Regions from separate parts of the Mus musculus genome. Here regions 2 and 3 are each linked to region 1. A link is a contact called in public Hi-C and HiChIP or PLAC-seq data. All regions are on one chromosome and are shown on one strand. Each heading gives the region's core, a stretch centred on a gene start, on an enhancer-like site or on the middle of the called end of the contact. The rest is flanking DNA. Distances are from core to core; before and after follow the strand shown. Region 1 overlaps Igf1r (insulin-like growth factor I receptor). Region 2 overlaps Fam169b (family with sequence similarity 169, member B). Region 3 has its middle 42 kb from the start of Igf1r.

What was found. A called contact is a pair of places that touch in the nucleus more often than the background predicts. HiChIP or PLAC-seq counts read pairs in DNA pulled down with a chosen protein or histone mark.
Region 2: a contact with region 1 is called in an H3K27ac HiChIP or PLAC-seq map of thymic regulatory T cells, with 4 times the contacts expected there. The contact joins two enhancer-like sites. A contact is called at or near these places in 7 of 484 Hi-C or Micro-C datasets (bone marrow-derived dendritic cells, cerebellum, embryonic fibroblasts and 2 more), 12 of 115 datasets of contacts at active chromatin or transcription factors (CD4 T cells, acute myeloid leukemia, bone marrow-derived macrophages and 7 more) and 2 of 9 other capture datasets (embryonic stem cells and liver).
Region 3: a contact with region 1 is called in a Hi-C map of Sertoli cells, with 4 times the contacts expected there. The contact joins two enhancer-like sites. A contact is called at or near these places in 4 of 484 Hi-C or Micro-C datasets (the HL-1 cell line, Sertoli cells, myocytes and 1 more) and 4 of 115 datasets of contacts at active chromatin or transcription factors (cardiomyocytes, embryonic hindbrain, embryonic stem cells and 1 more).

What each region holds. Positions count from the first base shown.
Region 1 is chr7:68,127,779-68,130,632 of GRCm38.p6, forward strand. The region is part of intron 2 of Igf1r (insulin-like growth factor I receptor); the gene reads left to right. Among named protein-coding and RNA genes, the nearest start is that of Gm51488, 8.0 kb to the right of the region's middle. Within about 2 kb of position 1,358, at least 378 of the 459 cell types and tissues checked have an H3K27ac peak or open chromatin away from gene starts, as enhancers often do. A contact at or near this core is called in Sertoli cells, myocytes, regulatory T cells and 1 more, where this site is marked.
Region 2 is chr7:68,318,932-68,321,780 of GRCm38.p6, forward strand. All of the region lies in intron 3 of Fam169b (family with sequence similarity 169, member B), which reads left to right. Among named protein-coding and RNA genes, the nearest start is that of Gm16158, 33 kb to the right of the region's middle. Within about 2 kb of position 1,385, at least 42 of the 459 cell types and tissues checked have an H3K27ac peak or open chromatin away from gene starts, as enhancers often do. A contact at or near this core is called in regulatory T cells and thymic regulatory T cells, where this site is marked.
Region 3 is chr7:67,909,262-67,911,961 of GRCm38.p6, forward strand. No RefSeq gene overlaps it. Among named protein-coding and RNA genes, the nearest start is that of Igf1r, 42 kb to the right of the region's middle. Within about 2 kb of position 1,335, at least 62 of the 459 cell types and tissues checked have an H3K27ac peak or open chromatin away from gene starts, as enhancers often do. A contact at or near this core is called in Sertoli cells and myocytes, where this site is marked.

The DNA.
Region 1 (2,854 bases), core at 108-2,607:
TACAGCATTAAAGCCCTATCAGAGACTTAGTGCTAAGAAAACAAATTTCAGTCTTCTGCAAGAAGTGGGGTAGCTGGGCCAGGGAGAACGGTGGAGAACAGTGGCCTCTCCTGGGCAGGCAGAGGTAAAGTCTAGAAAGCATAAAAACCAACGTTGAGTAAAATGATGTGTGTGGTCTGGGCAGGGACCTGGGAACAGAACAAAGTGTCCAGAGGGAGGGTGCCTACAATGAAAGTAGCTACTGGTTTGGGGTCTGATGCCAGGCTGCAAGGACCAAGGAAAGCCTAAATCCATGTTTTATACAGCAAAGGTGACTTGGGGTGAACATTTACTGGGGTTGCTTGTGGCAGGCTCCATAGGAGATAGCAGAGGTGAGGGACTAGAATGGCAAAGGAGAATGCCAGGTGGCCAGTTTGCACTGTTATCTCCTATAAAGTACCCGTTATCGATATATCGTGATACCGATATATCTTGATTGTGAAAAGTGACAACGTGGTCTCTGTATATTCAACAAGCATTGAAGTGGAGAGAGCCGGCTTGGCTGGCCTCCTGGTCCCCTTTTACATTGAGGAGGCTTGCTCAGGATAGCGACTTGTGAGCATGTTTATGTGCGGGGTGAGCAGAGCCCCCCATCCTAAGAGCAGATGGTTTCCTCCGCCTGGGGTCCTGTAAGGATGGTGAAGCTGGAGTGAGGGAATGGGAGATTCAAGTGAGACTGCCAGAAATACTATGGGCAAGGCAAGTTAACCGCTTATTTCTTATCAAGTGGTCCCAACGCCGTCATGTGTTGTTTCTTTTTGTGTATGTTCTCCATCCCAGCTGCTCCCAATAGGCTCAGAGCTCCTAAAACTTGCTATCAAAAGATGTAGCTGTGTGTCTGGTGCACCAGCATGCCATTAATGGCGTATTGTATAGTGCAACAATTTTAGTGTGTGATTTAAAGCAACTTTCGTAAAAGACAATTTTAAATTTTTATTCGACGGTGAGGAAGGGGCTTCTGGACAAAAGCGACTAAATCGGTTATCATTCCATTGGAGACTTCGTCAGCCATACAAGAAGTGAAAATGATGGAAACAAAACCTTTGAGGTTCTGCACAAAACAAAAAAACGATGTGTGGCTTAAAGTCAGCAGTTCTGGCTCGGGGGGGGGGGGGGGGGGGCTCCAAACGACGCCTCCAGGTGCTGACTTTTGGGGCCACCCCCTTCCTGCCCTCCCCGCTGTGGCAGCCAGGATTCCTTTTGTCTCGGGTGCTTCCCCACCCCGCCCTGCCAGCCAGAGGGAGCTGGCACCGGGCGCCCTCCCCACCGCCCCTGGACCAAGGTTGTTTACTACTTTCTACTCGGAATAACACGCCAATCACCAGGGCCCGCCCTCTCTCTCAGCCAATCAGTTTGTTGGGAAATTCCACCTTTCCTAAGGGCCCAACCAGCGATTGGCTGCAGGACTTGTCAGTCAAGCTGGCATCCCGCAAGGATGCAGCTGGAGTATTAGGGACGCGATCACCAGAGCCGAGGAGGAGTAACCTTCCCATAAACAAGATGGGGGGCCCCCCAAGAAAGCACGGATTGGGGTGGGGAGCTGAAGCTCAGCCCAACCCCGGGGCCCCACCGGAGTGAAGAGGGCCGAGCGCAGAGCCGGGGAATCCCTCCCTCCGCCTCCCGCCCTTGCTGCAGTTGTAAACACGCTTCCCTCCATGTCTGTTTTTCTTTCTCTAACCGTGGCCATTACAGGCTGCTGTTTACAAAAATCCTGCAGGGCAGTGCTGTTCTCTAGGATCCTGTCCTCCATTCACCTTGCCTCAGGACCCCTTTTCAGGCTTTTTTTTTTTTTTTTTTTAATTTTCTCCCCGCTGCTAGGCACAAACTGAAGGAAGCTATTGGGTCGTGCAAGCTTGTTTTCCTTTTATTGCAGCACGCAAAGCAAGTCACGCTGTAGCAGCAGCACCATTTCCCAGGAGAACAGGCTGGCTGGCCATTAAGAGCACCGCGCAGCCTAAACAGGCGTAGCTCTAGAAGGACTGGCTGGGTTTTTGTTGTTGTTATTATTATTACTGGTCTGAGTCAAGCTGGATGCTATTTTGATTCTGCATTTTCTTCCAAAATTCGTCTTGAAATCTATCCCCACTTACAGGTTTGGGATTTACACCACCACCCGGCGCACGCCCCTTTTCATAAAGGCAGTATTGTGTTGAACTAAATGTTTTTCTACCTTCTCTGATCTGAATCAGGTTTCCCATTTCTAGCAGCACAATGTAGTTGTATTCTGTGTGGTAGGGGCGTAGTGGACATGAATTATTTGCGACAGGGTTGCCTGGAAGATACGGAGTGGAATTTGCGTGGCACGGAACAGTTCCCAGTGCCCAAGGTTTCTGTTACTCTGGCTCCAAGCAGGAAGCGCAGGCAATATGGCAAAACACAGCACGTGGCATCCCATTCAAAAACGCTCTTTTCTAGAAGCTGGTATTGCAGAGGATATCCGATCTTGACTAGTTTCACCACCACCACCACCCCTTTCACAAGCAGAAAGAAAAACTAATGTACGGAAATTTGGTGTAGATATTTAGTAGGAAGCTTTGTTAAGTGTAAAGGCAAGGTTTGGAAGTTCTGGCGAGAAGCTGAAGGACCTTGTGGGCACGCTTTACAGGATTTAAGGTTGTAGGAATTGTAACCCCCACATGGGAGGCCACGGACCTCTGGGCTCCTCTAGACTTAACACCCTGCAAAGTTACTGAGCTACAGAGCCCTGGAGGATCTTAGGGTTGATGCTGAGGGAGAAAGGAAGGTTGCTGCAGGTAGGAATGTGGGTGGCCCTAGCATGTTCTGGCCAGGATTGGATTTCCAGGAGTAGCTTCTA
Region 2 (2,849 bases), core at 135-2,634, 190 kb after region 1:
TGCTGTGCGCCGTGAAACTCGAAAGGTGCCCTGTCAACATGTTCGTTTGAACCAGTCTTAGAGAACCGAACATTTATGTTACAGGGGGGCACAGTCTGTTACTAGACCGAACAGCTTCGCTGGTTCACCTTGTGGGAAATAACAGCTTGTCCCCATGGCTGTTGAGAGCCCCCCTGCAAGTTCTAGTAGCTGCCATTTTGGAGAGTAATCACATTGACTAAGTGAAGGTGAGCCTCAGGCATTTAATTGGCTCTTCCCTCCCAGCCTGCTGCATGAATTTTCGAACCGTTGTCAGAGAAGCTAACAGGCAGGGAGAAGAGAGGCTGTTGGTCTTTGGAGGAGGAGGGGCAGGTTCTGAGACAGTCTTGACTGTCTGGCTTGTGCTTCTAGCTTGTGCTTTGTAGCCTGGTCCTCACAGATCTCCACTAAGGCGTCTCAAATAGCAGAACAGGGAAAAGAGGGGGAGGTTGCTGACCCTGGGTGGTTCACAGTGTTTACTAATGCAAACCTAATCTTAAATGACTTGGTTTTGATTACGTTGTCCCCCAAATCTTCATTTAGAAAGGGTTCAAAGGGAAGGTGCATTTAAAATTTAACATTTAATTTTTACTAAATTTACTAGATATATTGAAATTTTAAAAATTAAATTTAAAATTTAAAATCGTGTGGCTTCCCAAACCCATGGAATCAGGTACCTGGCTTAAGAAGTAGTTTTGTTTTATTTTTATTTTTTTAAAATATCTATTAATAAAAAGGCATAAAAAGTAACAGAAAGCAGGCAAAGGAACTTTTGTATGTGAGGTGAGAACAAAGAGGCAGAAGCCAGGGTGGGATTCACCTTTCAAGGCCTGACCACTAAGTAGGGATGGCCTGGTGAGACCGGAGTGGGCCTGAGTGAGGGGCTACCTTGGTTATTTGAGGCAAAAGGCTGAATACATGGGATGGGGGGCAGAAAAGTGTGAGGCAATCCACTCATTGATTGGCAGACAGGGAACACATACCCAGCCCACCTAGCAGCTTCCTAGACACTGGGCTGACGTGCTCGGGCAACCCTAGTGAGGCATCTGGGGCAGGGTGAATGTGTGTCTACCTGCAGACCTGGTTCTGAGGATGCTGTGCAAATGACCAGGGTGCTGGCGGCACAGTTAGTAACAGTGAGATAGGAGGAAGGAAAACTGTGCTCTGCTCCTGAGTCTTTGCTCCAGAGCCGCCTTTCCCAAAGATAGCTCCTCCCCACATGGTCCACCCATTCTGAAGATCATGCTGCGTCTCTGGCCTTTTACTGGATTTATGGTCCGAAGTCCAGAGCTAGACCCTCCCTCTGGCCCTTCTAACCAGTTGTCTTCACGCCACCTCCCTCTCAGCACTGCAGTGTCCTCAAAACGATGCCGATAATAGCTTCATTATGGGGCTGGAGGAAATGCACATGAAAGCAGGCAGGGCTGAGTCGAATGCCAAGGCATTGCTCAACACACAGGAAATAGTTGTCTTTACGCGGAGCCCATAGATAGCATTCGATCTTAGGATGCCTGGGGAGTTATGAGCTGTGCAAATGATGTCTTTTTAGAAAAAGATAACGTTGTTTAGAAAATTATGTGTGTGAGTATTTTCCTGCATGTGTGTCTGGTACCACATGTGTGCCTTGCGCCCGCAGAGGTGTCAGCTCTTCCAGAACTGGGTTTGTAGATGCTGTGAGCTGTGTGTGGCTGCTGTAAATTCTGAGCCTAGGCCCTCAGCCAGAGCAGTGGCTTTGCTCTTAGCTGCCAAGTCATTTCTCCAACTTCAAATGATTGGACTTTGATATATGTCTCTTCATTTTATTTTATTATTTTTTTATTATTTTAATGTGCACTGATGGTGTTTTGCCGCTGTGTATGTCTCTGTGAGAATGTCCGATCCTCTGGAACTGGAGTTATAGACAGTTGTGAGATGCCATGTGGGTGTTGGGACTTAAACACAGGTCCTCTGGAAGAGCAGCCTGTGCTTTTAACTGCTGTGTCATCTCACCAATCCTTGATATATGTTTCTTTATTATATCTAAGTACACTGTAGCTGTCCTCAGACACACCAGAAGAGGGCATCAGATCTTATTACAGATAGTTGTGAGCCACCATGTGGTTGCTGGGATTTTTAACTCAGAACCTCTGGAAGAGCAGTCAGTGCTCTTAACCACTGAGCTATCATCTCTCCAGTCCCTTGATAGATGTTTCTAATAAGAAAAAAAAAAAAAAAAAAAAAAAAAAAAAGAGGCAGAGTCTCATGTAACCCAGGCTGGCCTTGAACTTGCTATATTACTGAGGGTGACCTTGCACTTCTGACTCTCCTGCCTCTACTCATCTTCGCCCCTACTCCCATCCTTGCCCCTGCATGCCGGATCTGCATCAAGTATACCATTGAAGTCTACATACCCAGTTTATGTGGTGGTGGGGATTGAACCTGCGGCTTCATGCACAGTAGACAAGCATTCTACCAACTGCGATACATCCCCAAGCCTAAAAAAGGAAAATGCAATTCTTAACTCATCGACTGCTTCAATATTGGTTTGTATTTTGTTTTAGTCAGTGTCAGTGGGATATTTCTTTTTCTGAACCACAGACGGCCACCTGTAAACTACCTGTCTTGTTCCTATCAAGTGATACTGATGTGTTTTTATAGGACTTACGTAACTTATGGAGTTACTCCCGGCTGGGGGATTACCTCAGTGGTAAAGCGCTTGTGAAGCGTGTTCAGGGCCCTAGGATCTATGCACAACATCATAACGCAGCCCAAAATGTCACCTAGACCCCCCACAAAGCATGCAACTTGTCAGCCCATGCTATTAAAAGTACCACCTCACGGCTAGTGAGTGA
Region 3 (2,700 bases), core at 85-2,584, 220 kb before region 1:
GATTTCTTAGGCAGGAGAAGAAAACACATTTCAGGATACATTTTAGAAGAGTAAAAGCCAACCAGTAGGCTTCATGGGGAAGGAGTCATCTATCTCTCTCAGGGTTGATTGACTAGCTAGTGTCTCCCTACCACACTGTTGTGCCCTGCATCCTGGGGAATGGGGATATGTGTCTGTTTGATTTGCTACTGTATCCAGAGCTATTCAATATAGTGCTTTGCACCATAGAAAGGTTTTGTGATGGTTACTAAATGAACTAACTCATACCTGACAGCTAGGAAAGCCCACTGTTGCATTAAAAAGCAAAAGAGGAGGTTGGGAAGGTGGCTTAGCTGGTAAAGGTGATCACTGCACAAGCCTAATGACTTGAGTTGGATTTGCACCTCCCCAAATAAAAACAAAAACAAATAAGGTCAGTAGGAGAGAACTGATTCAACAAAGCTCTGACCTACACACACACACACACACACACACACACACACACACACACCAGGATGTGCCCCATCCCTAAACAATAATACAGTTTTTAAGAGAAAAAGGAGTGGGGAATCTTGTTGCTTTCAAATGAATTTTCTGACTTCTACTTCTAGGCATGCCATTCTTGGAAGTCCAGCTTTGAGCTTGTATGTCAATCTTAGTCAGAGTGGCTACTATCAAGGGCTTACTGTTTGTCATAAGTCCTGTGGGATCCTGACAACACCCATTTAGATGGAGGGAATATTTTTCTTCATCATGACCACCGTGCCCAGTTTCCAGATGAGGACAGTCATACTGAAGGCGTGTCCTAAAACATGGATTGCAGCCCTGGCCATCAGGCCTCACACCCCAGCCTGTGTGGCTGCAGTTGCTCCTCTGCCAACCCTGACCCATTCCTGAGGAAAACTACTTTGGCTATGGCTGTTAAGGACCAATTATCTGCTTTCTCCCAAATCACCAGCATTTAACTTAAAACTCAAAACTCCCACACTCCACATCAGGACCTTCTAGGCTCCAATCTGAACACAGAACACGTGACTTTGGGCAAATTTCTTAGCTACTTCAAAGGCAGATGAAACACCTGTCTCCCAGAGCTATGTATATATACTAAAAGTCTATGTATTTACATACATTTCTATGTAAACCACGTTGACAAACTTAGCTTAATGTGAGCTCTAATTACAAATGGCAATACGGATTCTACGTCATTGACATGGAAGATATTTATCAACGAACAACTGCAGATACAACAGAAAACAAAGACAGCAGCTCAAATCGGAAGCAGGGACATGATGGCACAGATGCTGGCAAATATTTCACGCCTAAAGGCTGGAGAGCCGCGCAACAAACCACCTCTATTTATAGCTGAGAATAGACAGGCTTGCCGAATTCATCACCACGCCTTCTTCTTGCTGCTCCCAATGAATGGGGCTTTCAGCTCAAATCCCAAGTTGTGAACGACAATCCACACCAAGTTTTAGATTTAACATTTCCAGGGCCCCTATGTCATGAACCAAAAATGTGAAGTTCAAAAAAAAAAAAAACTGGAATGGAATTTAATTTCCAGGGGGCCTGGCTGGGTTGGGGGGGGGGGAATCAGGGACTTGTTCGAGTAACTGAGTGTCTCGAGTGGAAACCGTTATGTACACACAAGCAGACGCTTCAAGTATGAGGGCAGAACTGAGACCTCCTTTAAAAAAAAAAACGGTAAATACAATTTTGAGAACAAGCAAGTCCCTATATTTCTTAGGGTGGAAAGAATTGGGCTTACAGATATTTACAAAACCCAGGCTCAGGCTCCCTGAAGAGATCTTAAAAGAGTTCCTATCCCCGCCCCTTCTCTGTTTGCTCATTCGTGTACACAAACACACACACACACACACACACACCCCACCCCTCTGTCCAGGATTCCAATCTCAAGGCTGCTGGCTCCTGTGGGTGGTCACTCTCCTAAGAATGTGCTCTTTCGGGTTCCCCTGCTAGGAGGCCCCTGGTCTCTTGGTCTCTGGTCTGCTTTCTTGTTGGCAGTTTTCTTTTTTTACTCTCATTCCCCCCACCCCCACCCCCACCCCAGAAGTCCACTCCTGATTTCCACTAGGGACCCAAGCCTTGGGAATCTGAAGCTGCCACACTGTGTTCCCATAGAACTTAGAAGGTTTAATTTAACGTCTGACAACAAAGACATTTCCCTGCAAACAACCAGAAAAGGAACTTGGCCACGCTTTCAAAATGGGAAACAACAAAGGGGCCAAGGGAAACCTCAATGAAAACTCGGAGGGAACATACAAACTAGTCTTCTCATAAACAATTTTGTGTCCCTACAAAAACTTGACCCTTCATAACCCTTCTCATTAGAACACGGAAAGCCGTGTCGTAAATCCGAAATAGCCGGGGAGCTGCAGAAATGACTCTGCAGTTTGAATCGAACCTCTCCAGTAAAATACCATGTTCTCAAGGAAGTGAAAGATAACGAAATGGAAAAAAAGAAAAAGAAAAGGAAAAAAAAAAGAAGAAAAAGAAAAAGGAAAGGAATGCCGCACATTTGATGAGGTGCTAATATGTGCGATCCATAAAGAACTCTTATAACTCAATAAGAAAACAACCCAACCGAAAATGGACAAAGGACTTAGATATTTATTCAAAGATGAGGCACATGAAAAGATGTCCCCTTCATCAGCTCTCAGGAAAATGCAGATCAAAACCACAAAGAGGTTTGCCTCACAG